Regions from separate parts of the Mus musculus genome. Here region 2 is linked to region 1. A link is a contact called in public HiChIP or PLAC-seq data. All regions are on one chromosome and are shown on one strand. Each heading gives the region's core, a stretch centred on a gene start, on an enhancer-like site or on the middle of the called end of the contact. The rest is flanking DNA. Distances are from core to core; before and after follow the strand shown. Region 1 has its middle 5.1 kb from the start of Gm33867. Region 2 has its middle 19 kb from the start of Gm34434.

The links. HiChIP or PLAC-seq counts read pairs in DNA pulled down with a chosen protein or histone mark.
Region 2: an H3K4me3 HiChIP or PLAC-seq map of bone marrow-derived macrophages shows a contact between it and region 1, with 6 times the contacts expected there. The contact joins two enhancer-like sites. A contact is called at or near these places in 1 of 484 Hi-C or Micro-C datasets (cerebral cortex) and 2 of 115 datasets of contacts at active chromatin or transcription factors (bone marrow-derived macrophages and fibro-adipogenic progenitors).

Annotation. Positions count from the first base shown.
Region 1 is chr3:143,735,206-143,741,140 of GRCm38.p6, reverse strand. No RefSeq gene overlaps it. Among named protein-coding and RNA genes, the nearest start is that of Gm33867, 5.1 kb to the left of the region's middle. Within about 2 kb of position 3,035, at least 5 of the 459 cell types and tissues checked have an H3K27ac peak or open chromatin away from gene starts, as enhancers often do. A contact at or near this core is called in bone marrow-derived macrophages, where this site is marked.
Region 2 is chr3:144,398,079-144,404,013 of GRCm38.p6, reverse strand. No RefSeq gene overlaps it. Among named protein-coding and RNA genes, the nearest start is that of Gm34434, 19 kb to the right of the region's middle. Within about 2 kb of position 2,538, at least 47 of the 459 cell types and tissues checked have an H3K27ac peak or open chromatin away from gene starts, as enhancers often do. A contact at or near this core is called in bone marrow-derived macrophages, where this site is marked.

The DNA.
Region 1 (5,935 bases), core at 1,786-4,285:
TTAAATGATTTATTTGGATTGTGTCATATTGCTTTTGGACAGTACCAATTTGACTAAGGACATATTTTCCCATATGTGCTCTACTGTTTAAGACCAGCCACTGGAATGTACCCATCATGGATTTGGCTATGTCTGTTATAGACCTGTTTCAATGCTTGCTATGTGTCTAACTTCTATGGATTGCAATGTACCTTTAACTGATTTCATAAAACTGTGCAAGCCCTGATCATTACAGGGAGCTCCTTACTACCATACAATCATGGATCCCTGAGTCATCTCCTTTGCCTTTAACCTCAATCCTTTTCAGGCATTAGAAATACTTGATTTGTATTAATCAGCCTTTTCATACTCTGATGATTGTGTGTGTGTGTGTGTGTGTGTGTGTGTGTGTGTGTGTGTGTGTGCACGCACACACAGCTTGTATATGACAGCGTCAGCCATGGAACCTGGGCAGAATTTTGGATCGCAAAATGCCATAGTCCACTTCTTTGTAGGGTGATCGGGTCACAAGAGCAGACCTAGTCAACTGCTGTTTACTCTCAACTACTTACTAATGATTTCTGCTACATTATGTGGATTCTGTTTTAGTTGCTATGAAAAACTCTTCTGTCAGTATAAGTTTATCTTCACAGTGCGTTTCCTATTTAGTTTCTTTAGTTGCTCTTAGAAGATTCTTTGATCCTTTGGTGCTTGGATGTCTTACTATGATGTGCCCAGGTCTAGATTCCACTGTATTTATCATGTTGGAGCTAGCTCAGTCTGGCAATTCATAGATATAGATTTTGGAATGATTTCTTAATTATTTCAACCCGGCACCTTCTCCATCCTCTCTATTGTATTCTTCTATTCTCCTCGGGATATCTCCTTTTCTTATTACCCAACTCTGCTTTTCATGCTGTATTATGAGTCATTTCCAGACACTTATCTTCCTATTTTTTAATTCCATCTTTAACTAGATCTAATCATTTATTTAAATAGACAGTTAAATTTGAATTGTAACGACTATACTAAAAAACTCACACATTTGTTTTACATTTTCCAATACTTGACTAATCTCTTTTATATCCAAATGACACATCTATGCCATATATGTATCCATTTACATACACAGATAAATATATATTTATAAAAAAGTATATATATATATGTATATAAACTAACACAATACTACTCTTTTAATCATTCTTTCATTCCCTTTGAAATATTTGAGCATTTAAACATACTTTATAATACATAGATTTTTTTATGGAAGAATAAGCTACGTATAACTCTCTCCTTCCTATGCATAATGACTCCCATTTATAAACAGTCGCATTCTATGTTTTGGAATTTCCAAGCTGGGAATTAATTTTGAATGCAGACTTCTTGAATGAATCATAGTTATCCCCTGAAGGTTTGATTTTCTAATACTCTGTGTTTAAGTGTTGCTTGTCTCTTAAGCCTAAGTTTGTAGACTAGAGATCTACCTAGGAATTGAACATGATCATCAAATCCCTGTTTTGAGTGATCTGGCCATAAATCTAAACTCCACTCTATTTCTTTCTGGCAAGTAGCTCTCCCTGCAAATGACCAGTTTTTGAATATATCACAGTAAAGGTCAAATACTTCCAAGAGATTTTCCAACTGTAGTTTGTATAGATTCTCCATCGACATAGGCTCCAGATTGAGTTCCTCTTGGAAAAGCTATGTATGTGGTATTCCAAGTTTGTTCTAGCTGTGGTCTTTAATCAGTATCCCGTGGATACTTCTTCTAAGTACACGAGTCACAATCAACTATTTTAATAAGATGACTATTTTAATTCAGATGACCGGATGATTAAATAAAATGATTAAGTTTTTGTAAACAGTATGTTTCTATAAAAGACTGGCGCCCATAAAAATATTCAGCTAAGCTAATCGTTTTGATATTTGTGAGGTTGTACCAAGTGTTAGTCACAATAATGGAGATAAGACATCCTTTCTGGACTTTTATTATTGTTCCCACTGTTGTTCTGATTCGCATGCTTAATTTCCATTCTTTTGTTAGTGAAACTGAAGTAGTGATAAGAACTCCATAATTTAAAAAATGGCCATTTTAAATGTACAGTCTCGAAACACACATATTCTCAATATTTTAGTAATAGGACCAAACACTCTTCAGTTTTCTATGAGTAGAGTACAAGGTGAGAAAATAAACTCTGTAAAATTAGCAGGAGAGGGAACAGAGCTGATTAGAAAAAGAGCCTGGTGCCAATGTGCATTTTTTTTCCAAGAGGATGTGGGATGAGTTGTGAGAAAGCAAGGGAATAAGGAGAAAACTGGAAGGAGATGCTGAAGGAGCAGTTTAGAGTGGGAAGACACCGTCTATCCAGCAAGGCTGACAAGGACTGGGCGACATCTTCAATTACCTAGACAAAGGCACTGGGCAAACATTTTAAAAGGTCAGAGCAGAACAAAGTTCTTGCCAGGAGGGGACTGTCTTGTAGGGAGAGGGTGTCAGAGGGAGTATTTGGTAGAGGTTTTTGGCAGAATTTATTCAACTGGATCTTGTAAAATTTATTTCTGGAATTTGGAATTGGAAAGTTGGACGTAACAGAATATTTAAGTAAAAATAAATGTATGTAAAATATACCAATAGCAAAAAAATATGTAAAGTCAAGTCTTACATAACTTTTAAAACATTAATCTTATTTTTCCTCAGGAAATGATTATAATTCCAGCCATGACTGTACAAGAGATTAATTTAAAATTTAAAAATCTTCACAGGCTCTAATTATCCTTAATATTCTGGAGATAGAATGTGGTTTTGTGAGTGTTAGAAATAAAAGTAAAGTGTACAGCACAATGGTATCAAGTAGAAAGCCAGCTGAGCCAGTTTTAGAGAAGTCTTAATACCTCCTAAACAGCACTCAGAGAGGAAACATGTATCTTAGCGTGTTGGTCATATTCAAATCCATTAGTCATATTCAATAAGTTTTAAAATATCAGTATATACTTAATAAATGTAAGTCAGAGAAGGTTGCTGCTTTTCACTTCCCTAATCTGCAAGCCCTCGGTGCTCACAAAGAACCCCACAGTCTCGCTTCACTTCTGGGCAGAGATTTAATAGCTGTGAGCTTTGTCGTGGTCTCATGTTACTAAGACTTCATTACTTTTACATGCCACTCTACAGGACACTTACTAATATACTATTAAGTATTATCATAAATAATTAAAACACAACTACGCCCGACAAAATGAAAGAACAAAGTGTATTCTGTATGGCAGTCAACTTGTATGTGTATGTTGGCTGGAGAGAGGCAAGCACATATTTTAAAAATAAAAAAAAAAAATCAATTACTGAAAGACCTCAGTTGGACTGCAATGGGCCTACCTCTCATTAGTGTGAGTTAGTGAGGTCTATTCTTGGCTTCTACCTACCAATTAAATCATAGAGCCATTATATTATTAGTACATTGAAAATGTATATTTTATTTTAAAAAAGTACCAATGAATCTGTGTCTTCACTCCAGTCTTTCCCACCTTGCCACACCTCCACTCCTGGTTGATTTGGCACAGCCAACCCTTTTCCTGTTGCCTTGCTTGTAAGAATTTATCATCGCATTAGTTAGCTGACATGCATCTGGTAGCAATGCAATGTGGTCAGCAGTCAAGACGTGTTGTTCAGGATGTATTATTATATATTATATTCTCTTTCCTCAGGTAGTCTACATTATAGTTGAAGAAATAAGGTGTGAGATGAAAAAGAGAACAAGAGGAAAAAAACACGTAGGATGGCAATGCCATGCATTGGCAAACAGATACTGAAGGTACACATTAGGCATCACTGAAAACCTTCACATGTCCAGAGATCGGATTGAGTATAGATCTCATGTACCCAACTGTCATCCATCTAGTCTAAGTTCCCCATGTATGTAGCAATCAAGAGATCCATGTGAAGAAATGGAATAGTGTAACAGTTCCCCTCAGACCACGTGCATCTAGAGGACAGGGCAAAACCCTTGTTCTTAGCACTCACCCCTCACCCCCACACCCCATCAGCCACAGGGAGCAACAGGAATACAAAGGGAGAGAAATCTGAAGTCTAGGTGAGGATGTATCCTTCAGGTCTTCCAAGCAGGATTTTGCTTGCAGCTGGCAGAGTTCAAAGCCAGGGGCCTGATCAGAAGTTTGCAAACCGCCCCCTGTCCACAGCATTTTGAAGATCTGGAGCAAAGTGAACACGAGTAGCTTAGACAACTAGGAATAAATATTCAGCAAAGTAATAAGGGTTGGCCAAAATTAACATGTGTTTGTGGTGTGATTTACTCAAATTTGGATAATAGCCAGGCTTTCTTGGCCGGTCCCATGGAAGTGTGGTTATTTCTCTGTTGTTATGAATCAGCTCATTATTTCTGAAGGTAAACAACTTAAATCACATGACTCTCACTTTGGATAATCTCTGAGAGTCCTGAGTATTTTCTGTGTTACAGGTTGGTTCCTCTCATGAAAGGAAGTTAAAGGTAACACAGTCGTACATTCAGAGCAAGTTCCTTCTCTTAGCAGGTGGCCGAACTGAGTTGCTTCAAACGGAGTCTTTCATTCTCTGCCTCTATTATTCCTTGGTAAGCCTACTAGGTTTCAGCTCAAACTGCAGCAGCATCTTCCATCAAGATCAATGTCTTTTCTGAGGAATGGGAACCTGTCTCAATAGTGTACAACAAGCAGGCTGAGCTTGCTTTGGTCTCTAAGAGATGTAGAACTGGGCGTGAAGTGGGAAGAGGGGAGTGCAATACTTTGCAGCTAACCTTACCAGCAGGAAGGCTGGGCATGCCACTATGTCACACTCCCCGGTGGCTCTCACTAATCTTTGGGCCACCTCCAATAGCTTTCATAGGTTCTGCGTACTCCCGCAGGAGTGCCTGTATCTTACCTAACGTCAGCATCATTTTATACCTTTCTTCCCCTGTGAACAGACAGCTATATGTCATCTGCCCTCCATTCTCTACTTCCAGCTTGGCACATACCCATGGTGTTTTTGATTGTTAATAATGCATATAATGTATTTTGATTAAGTCTACCCCCATACCCTCTCCTTAAATCTCTCTCCTATCTCTTCCATTACTTTTACCTCCTAGCTTCACGTGCTCTGTTTTTTAACCCACTGAGTCCTCTTAGTACTGCCTGGATACACATGGGCAGGGTACCATCTACTGCCTCCCTGAAGAAAACTGACTCTACCTCCCCCAGCAGCCATCAATGGCCAATAGATCCTTGGTTGGGGGCGGGACTTGATAAGCCCCTTCCCTTTCTGTGCTGGGATTTTTGTCTGGCTTGATCTCCTGCAGGTTTTGTCCTTGCAGTCACAGCTCTGATTGAGTTCATGTGCAGGCACACAGCTCATTAAGATCCCACCATTGCCATCTTCGTCTGAATAAGTACACGTGGGGCTTGAAAGATGGCTTAGCAGATAAGAACACTTGGTACTTGGCTAGAGGACCTCACTTGGTTCCTAAACCCATGTCTAGCAGCTTACGGTCCTAGAACTCTGGTTCTAGGACATCCAACACCCTCTTCTGGCCTCCCTAGGAACCGACATATATATTGCAAGAACTCACGCAGACATGCATATACATAAAAAAAAAACAACAACAACAACAAAAATAAAACCACCAAAAGCTAGGTAGAATTGAGGAGTCTGAGGCAGGAGGATTGTGAATTTGAGACCAGCATGGACTCCATAGCTGTACCTGGCCTTAGAAATCATAAAGAACAGTTTCACAGTTTCCCTCTTTCTTCCTTCCTTCCTTTCTTTCTTCCTTCCTTTCTTTCTTTCTTTCTTTCTTTCTTTCTTTCTTTCTTTCTTTCTTTCTTTCTTTCTTTCTTTCTTTCTTTCTTCCTTCCTTCCTTCCTTCCTTTCTTTCTTTCTTTCTTTCTTTCTTTCTTTCTTTCTTTCTTTCTTTCTTCTTTCTTTCTT
Region 2 (5,935 bases), core at 1,289-3,788, 660 kb before region 1:
TGATCCTGATTAGGCCACCTACCATGATGTGCTACCCTAAGCCCAAAGAGGGACAAGCAAACATGGACCCAAAAACTCCCAAACTATGAGTCAAAATAGGTTTCTCTTTATAAGTTGATTATCCCAGGCATGTGTTACACTAACAGAAAGCTGACTGACTCAACAAGTCTTGAGAAATAAATGGGTGGGGGATGGGATGTCGGGAGTGAGAGGCCATTGAGGGCACATGGGTAGCACAAGAGGAAGACGGCAACAGAGAGGGTGTCTGACCAAAGAGAAGAAAGGCTGGCTGGGCACAGAGGCCTTTAACCCTAGCATTTAGGAGGCGGAGGCAGAAGGATCTCTGTGATTTCAAGGACAGCCTAGTCTATACATGAAGTTCCAGGTCATCTAGGGCTGCATAGTGAGACACTGTCTAAAAAACAAAGAGAAAAGAAGGAAGGGAGGGAGGGGAAGGGAAGGGAAAGGGAAAGGGAAGGGAAGAGGGAAGGGGAAAGGGAAAGGGAAGGGAAGGGAAGGGAAGGGAAGGGAAAGGGAAAGGGAAAGGGAAGGGGAAGGGGAAGGGGAAGGGGAAGGGGAAGGGGAAGGGGAAGGGGAAGGGGAAGGGGAAGGGGAAGGGGAAGGGGAAGGGGAAGGGGAAGGGGAAGGGGAAGGGGAAGAAGGGGAAGAAGGGGAAGAAGGGGAAGAAGGGGAAGAAGGGGAAGAAGGGGAAGAAGGGGAAGAAGGGGGGGAAGGGGAAGGGGAAAGGGAAGGGGAAGGGGAAGGGGAAAGGGAAGGGGAAGGGGAAGAAGGGGAAGGGGAAGGGGAAGAAGGGGAAGGGGAAGGGGAAGGGGAAAGGGAAGGGGAAGGGGAAGAAGGGGAAGGGGAAGGGGAAGAAGGGGAAGGGGAAGGGGAAGAAGGGGAAGGGGAAGGGGAAGAAGGGGAAGGGGAAGGGGAAGAAGGGGAGGGGAAGGAAGGGAAGGAAGGAAGGAAGGGAAGGGAAGGGAAGGGAAGGGAAGGGAAGGGAAGGGAAGGGAAGGGAAGGAAGGAAGGAAGGAGAGAGGGAAGGCAGGCAGGCAGGAAGGAAGAGGGTGGTGTGAGTTGTCTGAGATGTGAACAGCCCTTGCTCCAGTGCTAACTTCCCCCCTCCTCCCGTCCTCTGGCCTCTACGTTCAGTAGGAATACAGGACTAGTTCTGCTACGTGTCTTTTATGGCACTCAAAAATGAACTTCAAAACTGGGTATGGTGGCTCATGACCTAGTACCTGGGAGGCAGAGGCAGAAAAATCAGAAGTTGGAAATCAGCCTTGTATATATAATGAATTTGAGGCCAGCCTGGGCTACATATAACCCCATTTTCGATTTTTTTTTTTTTTTTTTTTTTTTGGAAGTGAAGGATGGCCATTTAACGCTTTGGCTGTGGACAGCCCCTTCAGGACTCTGCATTTCTGAGCTGGCTTCTCTTGGGGCTGTGCCTAGCAGGAAGCTGACTTCCATGACATCAGCAGACAGGAGGGTAAAGAACTTTCCACCTGCCCCAGGAAGCAAATATCCCCCCTCCCCTGCCCCCCATTACTGTTAACTGGTCCCTAGTTGTGCCCACGGGAGTCCTCATGGAGAATGGCATTTGTTTGGAGCTTTCCTATATTGAAGGCGGTGCTTGTGGCAGATTGGTGACAGCGTGTCCGTGTGTGACATCACATAAATGAGTTGTAAGAACCCTGTAAAGATAAGAGCGGTGGTAGAAAGGATGAAGAGGGCCATTTCCTTTCTAGTATCTGCCGTGAATCACAACCCAAAAGGAAGACAGAAAACAGGCTGGGGTGTAGGGGTGAGGATCAGAGCCGCGGCAGAGGTGGGGCTCAGAACCAGGCAACATTGTTGCCAGAGGCTGGGTAGAGTGGGAAATTGGAGGCAGTAGAGCCCCCCTAAAGGGTGGGGTTGGTTGGGGGGCTAGCCTTGGCTGGTATCTAGTTTCGTAACTGATTACACACACTGTGTAAATCTGTCAGCACCGGCACCCACTCAGTTTGCCAGACCTAATTAATAACTACTGTCAGCCCAGAACCAGCTTGAAGCTTAGAGGAGCAATGAGCTCCTACCCGCCCCCAATAAAGGGATGACCTCAACCCTGGAGGACTCTGTCCAGGAAACTCCCCCCTTTCCTTCTCCTCATCCCCAAAGTGAAAATTAGGGCAGCGATTCCTAGTTGGAACTTCTTGAGGTAGAAGAGTCTGATCAGAGAATCTGTTCTCTCTTGTGCTTTGACGGTTCTTTCCGTAGCCGAGCTACTGGGCCTCCCAGGTTCTCCTGGAGGGTTTCAAAATAGTGGGATGGTGTCAAGCCAGGGTTTGAGTAGGTAGACTGTAACTTTTGGTTGCTACCTTACATGTGAGACATGGAAGGGCTCATCTAATTGAGGGCTAGGCAATAGGTCCAGAAGGTCTTAGACATTATTTAGCTCAGTCCACTATGGTGCTGAGTTTGGTCACATGGTGAGTTTGAGGCCTAGCAGTGCCTGGGAGCTTCTGAGCTATAGTTCATTTCCTGTCTTAGTTGGTAAGCTTTCACTTTCCCTTCCTTTACCAAAGCAAGTTGAGGAAGGATTCATTTTAAAGCGGGCTGTGTTAGAGGATCTTGGCTTCGGGGTCCCGTTTCGCATTTCCTCCATTTATTTACTGACTCGTCTGATGTCTTGGGCAGGTTAACTGTAGGGTTAGCAGGGAGGGTAGTTATAGACAAGCAAGGCCCACTTGGCTTGCCACTGTGCACACTTGGCTTGCCCCCACTTCCTTCTTTCAGAGGTGGCCGTTGCTGGACAATATGACCCTTGAAGGAAGAGATCAACTGCCTGAGATAGGAAAGTTTTATCTCTGAGGTTATTGCAAGTGTGCTCCATCTGCTTCTGTCCAGATCCGAACCGGTAGCCAGATAAACTGCTGTGTTTATCAAGGCTAAACAATCGTCAGAATGCAATTAGCCTGGGAGGCCACTGGCTCCCGATAAGCAATGCCTGCAGCTGGACCCTGCTGAGGACCCAGTCCCACTGCTGAGGACACCACACTATCGCTACCCCCTAATATACTCCGAGTCTCTTTTTTCCCTGCCCTAAATTTTAAAGGGGATTTGATGTCCTAACACATTTGTTTTGGTGTTCTTTGCCCATATTGGGAAATAAAACCCAGTAGCTTTTATAGATGGATAAATCCTTTTAAAAGGCCCTTTTGTTATCACTGTGGGGCTTGTGTGCACTAAAACAGAGTTTTAAGGGACCGATGAAACCCTATAATCACAGTTTGCTATTTCTGGAGTGGACCCCTTCCTGGTATAGACAGAGAATCACAGCCCAGAGGGCCTGGGACTTGTCAGAGGAACATGTTTGTGAACTTTGGGCAGATGTGGGTTGGAAGTTTGGTGTGGCCACCGACCTGGGCCTGACCTTGGATAAACTCCTGGAGCCGCTATTTCCTCGTCTGTTCAGGGAAACCCACAATCTGAGCCTCGCAGCATTGTTGGGAGAGAGGAACACCGTTTCCCTTGGTCAAGGTCACACAGATAACCGAGCAGGGCCAACGCCAGAACTCTAAAAGCACATCCTGGCTCCCAGGTTTCATTCTTTCCACTTCAGGGTCTTCTCTCATCTCCCATTTTCCATTCAACAAAGTGATCTTGTCCTTTGTCCCAGAGTTCAGCACACTTCATATGCTGCACCCCCTGATGGCCTGAGGCCCCATTCTGCTCAGGGACTCATGTTTATACGATGACAGCATCTATATTTTTTTGTCTGGATGAATTAATAACCGGCTTGCCATTGTATTGAGGAAAAACCAGACATCACCTCATGGTCTCAGAAAGGGAGTGTCATTTTTCCTGTACCTTCTGGCAAATGTGCTACTTAGATTTAGTGGCAGCAGAAGAGATTTTACACGGGCGTTTGCCCAGCTGGAGAGTGTCATTGGTCTGTCCACAGCCAGGAGACACCCCATTCCTACCCCAACCTGCCTCATAACATTAAAGATTGAAGTTCTGACTCTGAGGTCCTAGATCTGGCCTGAGTTTGAAGCCTTTGCCTGGGCATCCTCTGAGCCTTGGACACTAGGTGGCGCCACAGGAACATTTGAGACACGTTGTCCACTGGCTAGGACGCGCGTGGCCCTGGGAAATCCTTTGGCTTTCCACCAGCTGCCTCTACCAGATTCCTCCCTCCATCCTGTCTTAGGACCTTCATGTGCTGCACTGCTGGGCGAGGGGGAATTCGCCCTGTGGCTACGACCCAGCATTCGAAACACCAATGGGCTAAGCTCTTTTGTCCTCTGTTACCCTCCTCTCCCCGGAGTCGCTCCCTGCCCGATTATTAATTACTCATTTGCTTTGATTGGCATCAGCTAAAGGTTTGCGTGTTGAGCAAGAGGCCGTCAAAACCCCCACGGCTCCTGCGCACTGCCTGCCTGGGACTATGCTGTAGTTGGGGGGTAACAGCAGCCCGGTTGTCACTAGCTTCAGGCACTGTGTGTCCCACCCCTCCCTGATGCCCAGTACACCACTTGGAGTCGGGCTTTCTCAACTTTCTGTTCACTTCGGTTCTCTTTCCTGGGAACCGGGATTCCCTGTTACATTTCAAATCACAAGGTGGTTTCTCCGGGTCACCTGCTGTCCTCTGGCCTTCCTGTCTGCATCACCATATCCTTTGCCCCATTCAGGCAGCTATTTAGACTCCTGGGCCCACAGACTCGATCGATCCCTGCACTCTACTACAGAGCTCCTACTCTTCACTGACGGTCCTCTATCTTCCACTATTGAAACTCTAATCATATTGAGCCTATAGGTCACCATTGTGTTCCTTCAGAATACCTCCCTGCGGAGAGCTGATGGAGGACACACTGGAGTGGAGATGTCTCCCAGCCCACCCCATGCTGCCTTGTCTTTTGTACTCTTGAGAACATGACATGAATTCTGGGGCGGTTGGTACATTCCTGCCTCCTTTAAGCTGAAAGCACACAAGGGCACACTTGTCAGGATGTCGAAATGGTAGCAACTCGACTTCAGAACAGGTTTTTTTTTTCCTTCCCTAGAAATTCTTCTGGATTTATGACATCGGTGCTAGAGCAGGGCTGGGTGATGCTGTTGGCTGGGACCACAAACCCAGCGACAGAATTCCAACACGCACTTTGACTGCGAGATCAAAGGCGTGATAGGCAGAAAACGAAGGGTTGAGTTGGCAGAAGAGAAAGAGAAAAGGAAGGAAGGGTTACAAGACCAGGGATGCCATGTAGCCATCTTCTGGCCTCTGCTTCACCCTTCTGGCCAATCACATGCTTAATGTCTCCAGCATCTGTCCCCTGCCACTACCTAACCCACAGGAAGTTTGATCTATACTAAAATAACCCTAGTGGCAAATCAAAAGGACTCAGTAAACAGTACCAGTTGCTACCAAGTCTAAGACCTTGGCCCAGACTTTTACCAAACTGCAGAAAAATTGAAAGGCACGTTTTATATACCATGTTTTTAATTCGCCCCCAGGGTGGAAGAGAGGCTATCAGAGAGGATGTGGCCATGCATAGGAGATAAAACATGTGAGCATACTGGCTTCCTTATTCCCACAATGGAATTTTCTCCAGATCCTTGCCTTCTGAAATGAGACACCAGATGCAATTGCACTGTGATACCACTAGGGTGACTCTGCCTGTGGCGGCACATTCTTACCATTGCCTTGTGTGGAAATCAGTGCAACGGTGGGAGACCTGGTCAAACACCCTTCGGCTCAAACCCACATATCCCTTTACCTATAAAAGCCTCTATTGCTGAAACAGAAGAGTCTATCTACATTTCCGGTTTCTTCTGCAGGATTATCCGTGTGCTATTAGGGAATGCCTGCTTTTGATTCAAGACTTGAAATAGCAGGACTGGAATGGAGCTCAGTGCTACACTGTCAGCCTAGCAGGTGCTGGGTTTGATC